Linked DNA regions of Oryctolagus cuniculus: region 2 is linked to region 1. The links are chromatin contacts, called in public Micro-C maps. All regions are on one chromosome and are shown on one strand. The core of a region is the stretch at or near the end of the contact, and the rest is flanking DNA. Distances in the headings are between cores, read along the strand shown. Region 1 overlaps BNC2 (basonuclin zinc finger protein 2). Region 2 holds the start of BNC2 (basonuclin zinc finger protein 2).

Region 1 (7,908 bases), core at 1,774-4,273:
ATGCCTGCAACAGCACAAGCTGGGCCAGGCCGAAGCCAGGAACTCCATTTGGCTCTCCCACGTGGGTGGCAGGGGCACAACTACTTGAGCATTCATCCACTGCCTCCCAGGTGCATTAGCAGGAAATTGGACTGGAAGCAGAGGCAGGACTCAACCCTAGGCGCTCTGACATGGGATGCAAGCATTCCAAGTGCTGGCTTACCCCACTGTGTAAAACTTGAGGATCTTTTGTTATGTGCTTGTTGGAGACCTTCACTTTTCCCTTTTGGCAGAAGCATGACAGAAATACAGCAGACAAGTAGACTTGTATGGCGGGCAAGTATGTTTACACATCATGGGTTTTGATCATCCACTTAGAAAGGGAAACAGAGTAACCCAAATGGACAGTAACAGCTCTGTGCTGGATGAAATCTCCAAAAAATCAGGGCAATATACCTCAAAAAAATCAGCCTAAAGAAGCTGAATGATGAACAGATGGATATACAGAGCTATCAAGAAAATGCTGTGTCAAATGATATCAAATAAGCATGTAACACAGACGGTATTTTGATAAAAGGACAAGGTCCCCACTTCATCTGATACAAAAGACCCAAGGGTTTGGACAGAGGTACCTTTTGGGGTTGGGGAGGGGGAGATTATTCTAGTTCCCAGATAACTGGCAATAAGTGCTATGATTTAAGCGATATTACCAATTAGACTTGGAGATAGCTGCCACAACACTGCTCCAACGCTTAAATTGCATTATGTTTAATTACTGCAAAGTTACATCTGGAGAGGGAAACATAATTTTACAACCACTCTCAGCATTCTAACTTGAGCGCAGTCCCTGCATGACACACATTCGCCCAAGTAATTGAGGCCCTGAAAGGCACACAGTTAATAATGTGTAACTAGCAGAAACACAAGGAGAAGCGACAAGCAGGTCTCCGTGAATTAAATTCACATCTAATTATGTGACCTCTCTGTGTCCTCCTACCCTGAGAGCAGGTACTCCAAAGCAACCCGGTGACCAGCCTCAGCAGGACCCAGGGAACAGGAATTCGGCTGGGGGTGGGTGGGAAGCCAGCCACTGCACTGATGGGAAAGAAGACAATGTGCTTGAGAAAGTCCAGCTCTGACTCTTGTCACCCATTGTCACAGTCCCACAATCCAGAGAACTGGGTCAACATGTGAGTACTTTAATCAAAAAGGAAAATTACAATATAACTCTGTTGTTCATGGTAACTCTACTGCCTTGAGATTAAACTTTTAAAAGGTGGGTACCCTGTGTACCACTTCACAGTGCCTGGGTCCGAGTTTCAGCTGCACTCCAATTCAGCTTCCTGCAAATGCATATCTCTGGGAGGGAGCGGGGAACAGCTCAAGTAGTTGGGTTCCTGCCACCCACATGGGAACCCTGGGTTGAGTCCCAGGCTCCCAGCTTTTGCCTGGCCTGCACTAGCCAGTGTAGGCATTTGAGCAGTGAACCAGAGGATGGGAGCTCCCTCTGTCTCAGTGCTTCTCAAATACATAAATAATTGGGGAAAGTACATTAGAGAGTGATGGTAAGAGAACAAGGAAATGAGACTAAGAGATCAATATGTGCACACAGGTATAGAAGAGTATTTTGAGGTACATGTGGTTGAAAAAGTGTAAAATACGTATAGGTTACATGTTTTAAGGCTGAATTAGAGAACAAGAGTATTAAAGTATTAAAAAAGGGAAAATGTATAATTTGTAAATTTCAGAGTTATGATTAGTGGAAACATACTTAGTTTGAATTTATATTATACTCATATGTACATTCACCCAAAAAACCATTAAGGTATGTTTTATTCTTCATGTCCCCAAAGATGGAAGTCCTTTAACAGCATTTCTCTCTCTCTCTCTCTCTCTCTCTCTCTCTCTCTATATATATATATATATATATATATATATATCCCAACTAATATTTCCACTTCATAATACAAAATGATTTCAGGTCAAAATTCCTACATCTGCAATGATATGTTTACACTACAAAATTGTCAAAAAACCTACACAAATTATAAAACGTTAAGCCTCAAGGGGGACAAAATTGAAACCAAATGTCTGCATGTTACCAAAAACGTGACAAAAATGGAGTTTAATTAATGAAACCTTTAAGAGTAAAATATTTGATTATTGCACCCAACAAAAATCACAGGTATAAATAAATTTGTAACTGATCCGGTGATCAATTTGATTTTATAGGAAAGCCACAACAAATAACACATTACAGTTATCTCAACTTCCAGATTAGAGTTGATAATAATTAAAAGAAAAAAAAAACTGAAAATGCTTGGTGTGAAGTAAGCATGAATCCTTATAGGGCACCTCATATAAAATGAATCCTGTCTCTTTAAATTGAAGGACCTGCTATAGTTAGGTAGCATGAAGCCAAGAAAAAGTTCTGAAGTTTAACTCTCAGGAGCAAACATTTTCTACTTGTGAAGTAAACTCTGTTGAAAGACAGCAGACTACGGTCCCACCAGTAAAAACAGGAAAGTTTGCAGCCAGTGACAGCTTTGCCTACAGATGGGGAAAAAAAAAGTGTCATAGGCTCACTTTATTAAACCATATGCTCATTGCCCTGTGAAGAAAGCAGGGTCACTAATTAGTTCATTCTGTGAAAGAAGCCCTTCCTGATCCCGTTGACTTTTGTCCCCCTGGTTAGCTCCAGCTATTTCTGTCATGCAACTTGAAAATCACTGGAGGGAGGAAGATCGCCATAACAACCGCTGAAATGATCTTGTGGAATGTGTCTAGTGGCACTGGAATAACCTGAATATGTGCTCCAGATGTGTCGGCTGTCAGGAAAAAAGTAAACACATCTGATGGACAGCGTATGACTAGATGGCCTCGCAGCGACTTCGCGGCTGGGGGGAGGGGCGCTGGGAGCCCCCGCGCGGGGACCCGCCGGCCTGGAGAACTGAGCGCGACTGTTCCGCCCGCGTCCCTCCCCGGAGCGGCCTCTGCGAATTTCCGTCTGGCACGGACTTGCGAGCGTTTGGGAGCAAACTCAAACATGAATGCTGAGAGGAAGGGGGAAGAGAGGAGCCGGTTCAGAACACTTTCTGTCTTCAATATTGATGGCAACGTGTTTTTAAAGCATTCCGCCTTCAAGGGAGGGCAGTCTCCGGGCCCCTGCCCTCCCTCTTCACCAAATGAAAGGTTGTGCTTTCTTGCCCCGTGTGTGCCTCTGAAGCCCTCTATTAGGTGACTGCGGGATCACATTTCCCCATCTGAAAATGTTGTCTTTTTTTGATGGCGGTGTTGTTCCATGCACAAGTTGGACAAGCGGGTTGGTTCCCTAACCCCAAACGTTTTTTAAAAAATATTTTTCTAATGAAATGCATAGGAATGATGAGAAAACATGATAGAGGCCAAAACACATTTTCACCTTAGTTCATATTCTCAGGGGTGTTTGCAAAGAGGGTTTAGGTCTCTGCTCAGTGCTGCTGCTGTTCACAAAACCACCCAGCAACTCTACAAACATCAAGCACACAGTAGGCACCTGCCCAACACTTGCTGACTCAAATTAGTTCTTAATGTCCAGGATTCAGATGCTTCCTGGGTTCTACATACAGTGGCAAGGATTACTTAAAAAAAAAAAAAAGTAACCAAGTTTTAAAATACTTAAGAAAAATAAATGAGAAGTTTATTTCCCCAGAGGATCAAAAATGTCTCCCTAAAGAAAATAGGAAACACCATATCCACACCATTGTACACAAACAACCTACTTGTGCATGAATTCACATATTCAATGCTTACTGCTATTGTAGAAGTTGGTAGAATGGGACTCAAGTTATAAAGAATATGCACAAAAATATCCACTGTGCTCCTCCCATAAATGCTTACATCTGTGAAAAGACTACAAAGGTTTGTGCAGAAATTTAGAATCTATGTCAAAAGTGTTTCAAGCAACATATTCCAGATTTTCTTTCAAAAATCCTGTACAGTTGTATTTCAATAAAATTTCTAATGGTTTGGCAACACAGTCTAAACTGCACTGAGGGCAATTACCTCTGTAAGATATACAACTAAGGTATAAAATTGCTTATTTAATATTTAAAATCCCTAAAATTGCTCATGCTTAACAGTCATTAAAACCAATAAATTATATCAAGGCACGGCAGCGTTCACCTGGTACTTTCATTCAAGGCAACTGCCAACTTACAAATCTTGTTTCAATTTCTAAGTATCTAAGTACATTTTCCTCCTTTGATAAAACTCATTTAGTGATTCAGATTCCACAAGTAGATCACTGAAGGGGAAAAGAAAACTGTAAGAAATTATTATTTGAGAGCAGGAAATGGAACAAATCTTCAACTTACTCTTTCCTCTGCAATTCACACATTTAACCTGGCAGAGAAACACCCCAAGGATGCTTGGAGGCTGAAGGACTTACAATTTGAAGAAATAGGTGAAAGCACAACAAGAATGAATGGCACTGCTTCTGCCTTCTAGAAATTGGATTCCACTGGCAGCTGGCTGAATGAAGCCAATAACAGATTCATGGTGGTGGAAAATGTTTCATCCTCTAAACGAAATGTCGTTATTTCCTTGTAAAAGAAACTGTACTTCTTGACAAGTTAGACAACCTAAAATAATCATCGCCAAGGTTCAATTTATAAAATTTGCTGGCAATCTATAAAAAAGAAATAATCTAGGTATCTGCAATTATTTGCAGAGTATATTTTATTCCAGCCTAATCTAGCCCCCTCCCCAAGTTACAAGACTTCAACAAGGGCCAACAGATTTCCACATAAAAAGCCAAATATTTAAAAGCTTTTATAAAACAAAATCATAAGCGTGCACATTTGTACAATGAGGTGCCAAATGTCTAAAAGATGGATGAGCTTCGAGGACCATTTTCATTCTCCTTGGTCTTACTATTCAACCAATAAGCAAAACACTCATGTTTACCCAAAGAACTGGAATGTATCTGTACTTGCATGAATTCGCGTGATATTTCTTATCCATCCACAAGTTCTTAAGCTGAACTTGTAATAAACTTTTCTAAGAAAGATGGCAATTAAAGCATTGGATCTTACATCAGACCCAGAGTAATGGTTTTTCAGTGAGTTTTTGTTAAGAGCATCAAAAGGTCAGAAAGGAACGAAACCTGGGGTTAACAAAGGAAGTAGCCAAGTTCCAAGAGTTATATGACACCCATATGAACAGATTTCATGGCTGAACACTGCACTATCAAGCCTGTGGTTAACATCAAACTTCATATGGTACATGCATTCTGCCTTTAGTCTACTCTGTTTCTAAATTCCATTGAGTGGTTGTGGATTATGGTTTCTCAAAGCAGCAGCTTCTTTCAGTAGACAATGACACCTAAGCTCCAAAAAGACTCTCCCTAATGATTTCCTATTTTATTCCACTGAGTAAGTAATGACAACCATTACAATATTCACTATTAGATAGGCAGACCTATCGAGTAAGAGCTAGGAAATTCTGGGGAGTTTACCAGCAAATTTTTTATTACCTTTTTTTGCCATTCTCTATTAGCATTACAGACCAGGACATAATTATCAACCAGCTAAAGGTGGCCATAAAAATTGAATATTCAAGCAAAACAAAACAAAAACTAAGAGGGCAACCAGCAACCCAATCTATTAGAATTCCAGCTGGCTATGAGTAAAACACTGGATGTAGTTTCTTGGCTGCCGGCATTTTTAACTGTCCATGTGGTAAGCTTCATTCACGTGGCACTGTTTCTCGAGCAGTTATAAGAGAAAGTTACTAGGATGAATGAAATCAAACTCTAGACTTAAAACAATGGTTCTATTTTGAAGAAAACAACATACGTTTTGAGAACATTTTTTTGAAAGGAGCTGTATGGGATCTCCTTATTAGATCCTTAATAAAACTATGAGGAAGCCTTCAAAGGAAAAAATCTGAAGCTATTACATGCAGTTAAATGCCAACAGAATAAAAGAAAAAAAATCCAGAAGGTTCTTTGAGGTTATCAGTCATGTGTCATGCTATCAAGGGAAAAGAAGCTATGAAGAAGCACAGAATTCCAGGCAAAAGCTGGCAATCTGTGACACTAAACGCAGAGCACACAGTATGTTCTGCCCAGTTTCAGAGCCCTTAAAGAGTCCTGTCAAGGACATAGCTGTGACACTCGATCTGCTCAGTATAATGTCACCCGTTGAAGCAAAAATTATAAAACATGTGAGTCAGTGAGTCTTATCCCAAGTTTTATTACAAACAAAATATTCTCTTAAGGTGCCTATGAAATCCTCAAGACAAATCATAACACCACACACTAATTTCTAAAATAAACATTTTCCATACAGCACTAGGGGGAGAAGCAAGAAAGTAGTGGGAAGAGCTGAGTGAACCAGGGAGAAAGAAGTCCCTCAGTTCAAAATTTCTTGAAATCAGGATTACAGAAGTTCATTGATTCACCCAACACCACACAGCTATGTATCAGCAGAGGAATTGGCACAAAAACCCTCATGACAATGATACATTTTCCTACAAATCTGCTCCTCTCTTGCCACTACTAACTTTACTCCCTACCTCCAAATGAAAACTGGTCTACTCATCAGATGATGAATTCTTCTCTCAAAAGCTCTCTGCCTGAAGAGGAGGGCCAAGATTAACAAAGAAATCCAAAAACATTCTTCTGGACAATTTCAACCTTCTGTCCCTATAAGCATTTTACCAGGATTGTTAAAAAGTAAAGAAAATACCCACTTTGAATTTGAACTCCATTCTTTTTCCATTTCCTGGAACAGTGGCTTTCATGCAATGAAATGCCAAGAGGGAAGAGAAAAACGCTACACTGAGAAGCTGAGAGCTTTGGGGTCATCAGCCTCAGAGTGCTAATGGTTGACTATTCTCCTTTATTGTTCCTTTATCCTTAGTTCACTAAGGGCAGAGCACAATTTTGTTTTTCTCTGTCTATTTCCCCATCGTTGCTGTTCTTGCAGGCCTGTCATGGGACCCTGATATGCTGGGAATTGCTGATTATTTGGCCACTGGCCAAATATCATTACTACTACTCAACAGTGTCCCTAGATGCAGGAGGACCACCTCAAAAAGACCGAAAAGTGGCTTCATTAGTTCTTCAAAAATAAATCACCTGAACTCAAACTCTGCTGAAAGTCTTCAGCAACTTCCCAATTCACGTAGCATTATGCATGCGGTCCTCTCCCCAGCCTACGAAGTCCCTCCTTGCATGATCTGATGCCAGCTCACAAGGCTGGCCACGCTTCTGTCCACATGCACAATGCCCAAGCTTCCTCTGATCTCAGCATTTCGGTCCTTTTGGAACACTCAGCGCACTGCACCACACCTGCAGACAACCTAGTACCTCTCATCCTTCAGATCTCAACTCACAAAGCTTTTCAAAGAAATCTTCCCCGACCCCAGAAATTTCAGTTGGTGGTGTCTGCTTTGTATTTGGGGGTTCTGAATAATAACCCATGTAGAAACAGGGCAGAGGTATCCAGGCTCAAAAAAAAAGTTTGGCCGTCACTGGAGAGTTTCAAATATCCCTAAAACCAAATAAATCTGACATTTCAAATATTTAATTTCTACTCAAGTTAAACTATACTGAAAAAGGATTCATTGCTATAAATTCATAGATCCTCAAGTCCACTTATTAGGGTCAATGTTCATTTATTTTCAACACTCCAAAAATTGATCAACACTTTTGAAAACTGATCACTTTATTCCTTCTTTCCCCCTTGTTGGTTGCAATGAGTGGCAAAGGTAGAACATAAAACCCAAAAGGTTTAGAGTCTGACCAAGTCACAGTGCTGCTTACCAGCGGCTGACCTAAGGCAATGCCACCATTTTCTCTGGGCCCATCTACTCTTTTGTAGGAAGACAGAAACAATGATAACTTCCTTAGAGGATTCTGCAGACATATAAGCGGAAGGCAGC
Region 2 (7,908 bases), core at 1,737-4,236, 40 kb after region 1:
GTGAATCATATCCTGCTGCTGACAAGTTAGCAGGGGACTGCGGCTGCAACATGAAAGTACTTTTCTTTCTTGTCTAAATCAGGCAGATTTCTGAAAAGACGACACAGCATTGACTCGTGACATGGCAAGATGAAACGAGAGGTCTGGGCCGGTCTTGGAGCTGTGCAGATAAAAGTAATCAAATGACACTCCTGGAATGCAAATTGGCATTCTTGACTGCAGCAATTGCACAACCATGAAACATCCCTGACAGCAAGCAAGATTAGGACAAAATGTTATGTAAAGCACTGAACTCAAAAACTCTCACTTGAAAATTCAAACTGTAACACTTACATTTTAATATAGCAATAGTCAGCTCTGCTTTTGTCTGCTTCTTTTTGGAATCACACAGCCCTGCTGCCTGACAGATATTGTACAACTCAGGTGAAAGAGGGAAAAAAAAAATCAGACATCAGGAATGCTAATACTGCTATTAATATTTCCTTAATATTTATTTTCAAAACCACGTGGGGGTGGATTCTTAGTCACAGTTTTACATGCAAATACTACCCAACTCAACACTCTCAAGGGGCTTGGGGGGGGGGGGAGACCGTTTCATACCTTTCTCACAAGATACTCCAAATAAAGTTCACATTCACACTCGCTATTACTTCCCTCAGGTGAAGATACTCCTGGTACTTTGGTAAAGTAATTAGCAATCTGGATTTTAAATACACTGCTCTCCGGGAACAGAAAGACTAGCTACCCCTAAGAACTTCATTAAGACTGAACAACCTAAATGAAACAGCTACAAATATAATAGGAAACACAGATACCCGCTAAAGGTTCACAAGGGATTTTTTTTTTTTGGGTGATTCCAAAGGGTAAAGGAAGTTCTAATAACTTGTACAAGGTCTCGCTACTCAAGTACATCTTCAGACCAGACACAGTAAGTAGCCCTGCCAGAAATAAATTCCCCACTTAAAGCATGTATGTACGTGCACGCTAACATCTGAAACTGCAGAATTCACAGCAGCGAATGACAAACGGGCTGAGCTACTGTTCAAAGTGATTAGCACAGGGGCATAGATGTGTAGACAAATACTACTGCAGGCGAGGGGGAAAGGAAGAAAAATACTACCTACAACCAGCCTTTACAGCGTTCTGGCGTAAAACGCCGTTAGAAGGGCATTTCTGAAGCTCTCAGCAGATATATTGAGTATTTTGTTTTGATGTGTCTCTTATATACAGGTTCCAACCACTGCAACTGTCCACGAAGTACATAAAAAATAATAAAACAGGCCACTTTCTGCCACTTTAATCCTGGGTACACAGGATTATTTTATGATGTCTTTTTACATCACTCTTACAACAGCTTGACTCTAGGGTAAATGGGAACCATCATAAATCGCACTGCTGCTTTCAAAACCACTTTAATTTCTGTCAGCCTTACTGTAACCACAGTCCTGGGCGCATGCTATTGTGTGTGAGTGTGTGTGTGTGTGAGTGTGTGCGTGTGTGTGCGCGCGCGCCTGCGTTTGACAGTCGCATTCTCCTATACTCCCGTTGTGACTTTGATCACTGAAACAAGAGATGTCACATTAGGGGAAGGGAAGCGGGGAGGGGAGAACGCCACCCCGTTATTACCCTTCTCCTTCCATGCTCCGTCTCCACGAGAAACACGCTCCAAGCAGATGCCCAAGTGGGGCTAACAATAGCAACTGGGTGGAAGCGAACTCAAAAGGAAGGGAGTGGTCAAGCCCCACTTCTAACAAATCACTTCCCCGAAAGCGGACAGCGCGGCGCGTCCGCGCTCCCTTCCTCGCTGCAGAGAAGCCGCTCCGCGTCCAGGGCTGCGTCCGAGCCTGCTTCGCAAAACCATCCCATTCCCTCCACCTTTCGCACTTGGAACTTTTTAAAAAATCTCAGCCTCACTTCACCGAGGATTTCACCTACTTTTGTTTTGTAGGGTGTTTTTTTTCCCCCCGCTCTTAAGCCCTTTCGCCCTCATTCTGCCCCCTCCCCGAGCCCCCAATCCCACTCTGCAGCCAGTGCGTTAAGTAAAACAAATTGGTTTCCTCAGAACTGCACTTCGGAAGGGTCTTTCGGTACCTCCAGGGTTGCTCTGGCCGCCCTGCGCTATATGCACATTCTGCCTAAGACCTGCAGGAGCGGTGCCTACATCCCCGCGGACGAAGCGGGGTCCCGAGCGTGCGGGAGACCAGTGGGGGCGAGTAGGCGGGCCGGGGGTACCCGGCAACGGTGCCCCACGCGGCACAGCGCCCCTGTGCGCCCTGGCACCCATGTCCCGCCGCCGGCCGCTCGGTCGCAGGCAAGTTGTGAAAGTTCCCGCGGGTCCCCGCCGCTCTCCTCTGCGCCGCCAGCTCCTTGCTGCGCTCCACTCATCCCCCGCGTCCCTTCCATCGCGTCCGCCCGGGGCTCGGCCCCCCCACCCCGGAGCCTCCCGCTCGCCAGCGGCTCACCTTGGCTCGGACGCCGCCCGAAGGGGCCACCCTGGGCGACCCTCCCAACCCCCGCCCCTCCATACACACACACCCTCCCACCTGGAGCTCGCCGCGGAAACTTGGGGCCAAGTTTAGGGGAGGATTTCGGGAGCACAGCAGGGGCCAGGTTGGACTGGTGTGGGGAGGTCTCCTGCCTCTGCTGCCTGCCCTCCCAGGCGCCCCCCGCCACGGGACTGGAGGAAAACGCAAGCCCCCGGCGGCCCCGGGGGCGCTCGGGCGGCCGGGGTCACTCCTGGCGGAGTCTAGAATAAAGGGGAAGGAGGGTGGAAACTTCTTACCATCTCGGCATGCTGGTTGTCAAGTGCAGCCCCCGCCTCTTGGTCTCCTCTTAGCGGCCGCGCCTGGACCAGCCCCTCGGCCGCCGCTCGCTCCTTCAGTCTCGGCCTTGCTCGCCCTCCCCCTCCCGATTTCCTCCGGGCCGCCGCGCTCGCCGCCTCCGCCTCTCCCCGCCCGCCCGCCCGCGCGCGCCCTCGCCGCGGCCCCTCAGCGCTCAGGTGACTGATTTACACCCGCGCCCAGGGTCGCCCTCGCTCCCCACGTCCCAGCCTGCGTACTTCCCCCGCGGCTCCTCCGGACCAGGGGAGGGGAAAAAAAAAAAAAAAAGGAACGGACTGTCCCAGGAGGGGGCTGCTCCGGGCGGTGTGTGTGTGTGTGTGTGTGTGTGTGTGTGTGTGTGTGTGAGAAGGGGGGTGGCCGGCGGCGAGGTGACGCGGGGCGTCTCTGCAAGCCCCGCAAGTTCTCCCTCTCCCTGCAAAACTGCCGCGACTACAATGTTGCTTCCCTTTTGCAAAGTAGAAGTCCGCTTGCTCTGTTGTTGTTTGTGCTCGGCGTGCGAGGGGTTTCGCGAAGGAGGATGTCTATGTCTCCCTCCCCCCACCCTGTTACTCTTTTTTTTTTTTTTTTTTTTTTGGCCCTTTCTGGGGGATGGAAAAACAACTTTAGCGCCCCCCGGGGGGTGCGGGCGTGGAGGTGGAAGAGGTGGCCGCTAGCGCCCAGCTGTCAAAAAAAAAAAAATGGGGGAGAGAGGCAAGCCCGGGAGAGGAGGCTGCGAAACGCCGAGGAAAGGGCGCGAACTTTACCCAGACTGCGGCGAGCCGCGGCAGCCCTTTCCTTTTCGGGCGCTCGCCTGTCGCCGTCCCCCTGGGCCAGTTCCTCCTCCCCTCCCCGTCCCCGGACCCGCCGCCTCCCGCGTGCGCGCCGCGGCCGCCCGGCGCCCCTCGCCCCTCGGAGCCCAGGTCCTGCGCGCGCCGCCGGGGAGAAGGCGAGGGGCGCCGGGGCAAACCCCGGGGACCCCCACGCAGGACGAGGGCGAGCTGGGAGAAGAGGCCAAAAGTTGCGCGCAGCTGGGGGAAAAAAAAGTTTCTGGTGGCGGCGTGTTTAGTGCCGGCCCAGACGCCGGCTTGCGGCGAGGGCTTCCTTCCCCTTTCCCTGGTGTGGGCCGCGGGCCTCAGGCTGGAGCCGGCGGGAGGGAGGAAGCAGGCTGCCGCCCCTGCGGGCGCCCGCGGGGACAGCACGGTCACAGCTGTGGGCGACTCGGCCGACCCGCGTCGCCCTGCCCCGCAGACACAGGAAAGCGGGTTGCAGGCTCCCAGCGCACACGCCGGCAGCTGAAGGACATTTCTTAAATGCAGGCAAAACATGCTCCCCGGCCGAAGGGTGGTGGCGCGGGGAGCGGGGGACTTTATCATCATCATCATCTTTCGAACGTCCACTTTGTGCCAAAAACATCTCCGCGTCGTGCAGATTGATCATAGCTAGAGCAAACTTTCTGCTTATCTGACACGGGAGGAAGGCACAGGTTTCTAGCGTACTCCCTGAGCGCTAAGAAATCAGAATCGGCGAAGATTTGCTTGGCAGAACAACAGGTTTGGTTACCGGTTCCTACTGAAGAGAAAGTCTCGCCCCTTCCCTTCTCTCCTCCCCAAGCAGAGAGAGAGACTGCTTAATTGCATTCAGAGGTCAGAATTAAATTCCTTTGAAAATATGTAGCCTTGGAATTACAGACTTATTTTCTTTGATGCGCGATCTGGTCTTAAGTTTAATATAAATTTTCACAATTGTCAACTTTTCAAAATATTTCGAGGGCCGTGACTAACTAGGTCCCAAGTAGCCACAGCTGCCTTAAAAATGTGATTGGGCTTATTATTCACAGGGCTCCAGCTTTTTACAACGGGGCCACCACACCTGCAGTTCTGTATTACTGATTAGGTCCAAATTCCTGACACTTTCTAGGCCCTTTCAAAGCAAATTTCAAGTCATATCTGCATTTGTGGATTCCATGCATCACTTTTTTGCAGTGCAAAAAATTTGCCTGGTAAACACTTCTCTCGTGGTAAATACCTTGGAGTTCAAGGCACACAGTTCATCTGGAGATTTCCTATGGGAATACTATTACTTCTCTCACTAGAGCATGAATCAAAGTATAGACTGGCTAGCTAACGACCATCCATATGTGTTTAAATGCATGTTATCAAAGAAGGCTCATCTTTAAATTATTTGATTAAGGTGTGGGGCATGTTCTCTTATTCTCTAAACATAACTGTAACATCATCCTATGGTTTGTAGAAACTGATTACACAAGGGATAATGATGACCAAATGTTCGTTCTGAGCAACTGAAGATAGTCGCAAGAACGCTCCAGAAATGAGCCAAGTTCCGATGTGTTTTCCTGTATCTGGGAAAAATGAGAAACGCTAGTTGCTAATTTCAGAGTCATTACCCACACAAATCCATTCACACACTTACCGCTTTGGACAAGTGACAGGCTAGCAGTTGCCAAACAATTGTATTCACACAGTGCATTTTTGGCTGCACACCTACACTGGCCAACATGAAGAAGTTATTCCACATCAAGTAACCTGTAATTTACATTCCCCTGATTGGTTCCAGATTTGTCCGTTTTTGATGTTAGCATACAAACAATTTGTGAGGCAAGACATATCTATTTGGGGTCCCCTTGCCTTTCTAGAGAGTCATTATTATGAAGATGGGGAATGTATTCAGCTAAAGATCATTACCTTGCAGAAGGTGGAAGAATTTGCAGGAAGAAACAAAGCCCAGCATGGAAGAAAAATCCATCTTTTTTTTTTTCTTTCTAGTGGATTTCAATGGCAATTGTAATAAAATCTTAAGTCCCTTTGTGTCCTGCAAGACCTCAATGTTCTACACCTGCCCAAGTCTTTAAACTATTTCAATTCCACTTACTTATTCTCTGGTGAATCTCACCAGAGATTCAGCCACACTGACTTTCTTTGTTTTTCTAACTTGCCAAGCTGCTTCTTCCTCTTTGCCCCTCTTCTACCTGGAATGTTCTCCCCTATTTTCCAGTGATTCCTTCATATCATTCGTAGCTCAGTTCTAACTTCCTTCTGCAGACTGTAATTAAAGTGGCTCTTTGCCTATCATCCAGAACTTAATTCTTCATATTCCTTCTGAATATCTGAAATTGGTTTGTTGGTCTACGGGCTGTTGTTACTTTTCTTCAATTAAAATGTAAGCCCCACAAGGGTAAGAAGCATATCCACCTTATTCTCTTAGTTTTGGCCCATGTAAATACCAGGCACAAAATAAAACCATAAAATTTGGCTCGAATTAGAAATGTCAAAATCATCACCCTGTGTTACTGATCTGATGACCACATGACCAAACAAGTTCCCTCTAGGAATGTAGAAGAAAGAGTCTGTTCTCTTGTGAGACGCAGCCAACACCATTGATGTGATCCTGAAAGTGTGGTCTGAACCCCCACGTGAGGGTTCCAGAGACTGTTGTTAAGAGCTCTATGAAGTCAGAACTTTTTGTATTTTGATACTGGGAAGTTATTTGGCATTCTCACTCACAGTCTCTCGTTTGCACAGGCGCTTTCCAAAGACAATGTGGTATGTGTTATCACAACAGATTGAATGCAGAAGCAGGTAGGAGAATCCATCTCTCTTTATTATAAGTTAGAGATGTGCCCAGATGTGGAAATCAGTGTCACTCCTCTCACTAAATGCTTGTTTTGGAAAAGAGGTTTTCATTTGAAAATGTGTGTATGTACTCATTTCCTATCACTGCTATAATGACAAAGAACATAATTTTTTTTTTTTTTTTAAATTCTGGAGGTCAGAGTTCAGAAAAAGGTTTCGCTAAAATAGTCAAGGCCTGCATTCCTTCCTGGGGACACTAGGGGAAAATCTACTCCCTTATCTTATCCACTCCTCAACTCCCATTCCTTGGCTTGTGGTCCCTTCAGAGCCTGCACAAACCAGATGTGTCTTTCCCTAACTACATCACTGACACTGACTCTTCTGCTGCATCTGTCTTTCAGTTCTAACTACCCTTGTGAGCGTCCCATTGAGCCTATCCGGATAATCTGGAATAGTCTATCCATCTCAAAATCTTTAATCACATCTGCATATTTACGGATTCCAGGAATTACGATGTGGACCATGATGAGGGGCGCATGATGGGTTTAATATTGTTATTTTAAATGAATTTACATTTTTAAAATTTCAGTTTGTTTCTGATGCAGGAAATATGCATGGTTATTGACTAAATAAACCAAGGCTCTGTGCAGTGGTTAACCTGGACAATAGCTACTATCCTTTCTTCCACACCTCAAGTTCACTAAATTGGTTCAGACTGGCTGGAGGGGCCCTCTTCTCCTTTGCTGAGGTTGGCTTCAGAATTGTGTGACTGAGCTCCAGGGGATGAAGGCAGAGGGGAAGTCAATGCAGAGACTTCTGGGGAAGATTATTTTACTTATTAAAGCAAAGAAAAAGGTTGACAAGTTATAAGTTGTCCCTCTTCTGCTGTGGATGTTAGGATGTGAGAATGTGGTACCTGAAACAGCTGCATTCATCTTGTGACCAGGAAGGAACCCACACAACTGGGTAAGCACAGGCAGTGAGCACCTGCGCTCCTAATGGTGTTACTGGCTTTCTGAATTAACTGACCCCTAGATGGCCTGGACCTTCTTGTTATGTGTTATAATCAATCCCTTTTTGTTTAGGCCACTTTGAGCTTGCATTTCTGTTACTTGCAGCTTAAACCTTCCTAAATATTAGAGAGAAATGGTATAACTAGTTAAAGGTTCTGTGGAGGAATTCTCCACTATCATTTCACATGAAATGTATATTTCCCCCAAATCCTGAGAAAAGATCTTTGAAGAAATCAGTAAAATGGGAAAAAGAATAATTATCCTGTGAGAATGAGAACTTAATCAACATAAAGACATTACAATAAACACAAGCAAGGAATGCTGGCACAGAGTTGAAATGGTGACATTTCCAGAACTGGTTGCACTCTTATCACTTAATGTTGTATATAGTTGTGCCATGTTATAAATGTGTGTACCTGATCTTGTCAGCTGCTACTGATGAGGCATTCTTGCAAATTAAATACATAGAAGCTTATTTGCATAATA

What was found. Hi-C and Micro-C count contacts between places; a contact is called where the count stands out from the background.
Region 2: a contact with region 1 is called in a Micro-C map of ear pinna, with 1.6 times the contacts expected there. The contact joins the promoter of BNC2 here to the enhancer-like site in region 1. A contact is called at or near these places in 2 of 6 Hi-C or Micro-C datasets (ear pinna and skin fibroblasts).

What each region holds. Positions count from the first base shown.
Region 1 is chr1:179,649,273-179,657,180 of mOryCun1.1, forward strand. All of the region lies in intron 1 of BNC2 (basonuclin zinc finger protein 2), which reads right to left. Among named protein-coding and RNA genes, the nearest start is that of BNC2, 39 kb to the right of the region's middle. Within about 2 kb of position 3,024, at least 3 of the 8 cell types and tissues checked have an H3K27ac peak or open chromatin away from gene starts, as enhancers often do. A contact at or near this core is called in ear pinna, where this site is marked.
Region 2 is chr1:179,689,409-179,697,316 of mOryCun1.1, forward strand. BNC2 (basonuclin zinc finger protein 2) reads right to left here and starts at 2,987. Exons shown (of 10, transcript XM_051857628.2): 1 at 2,783-2,987. The coding sequence starts at 2,785.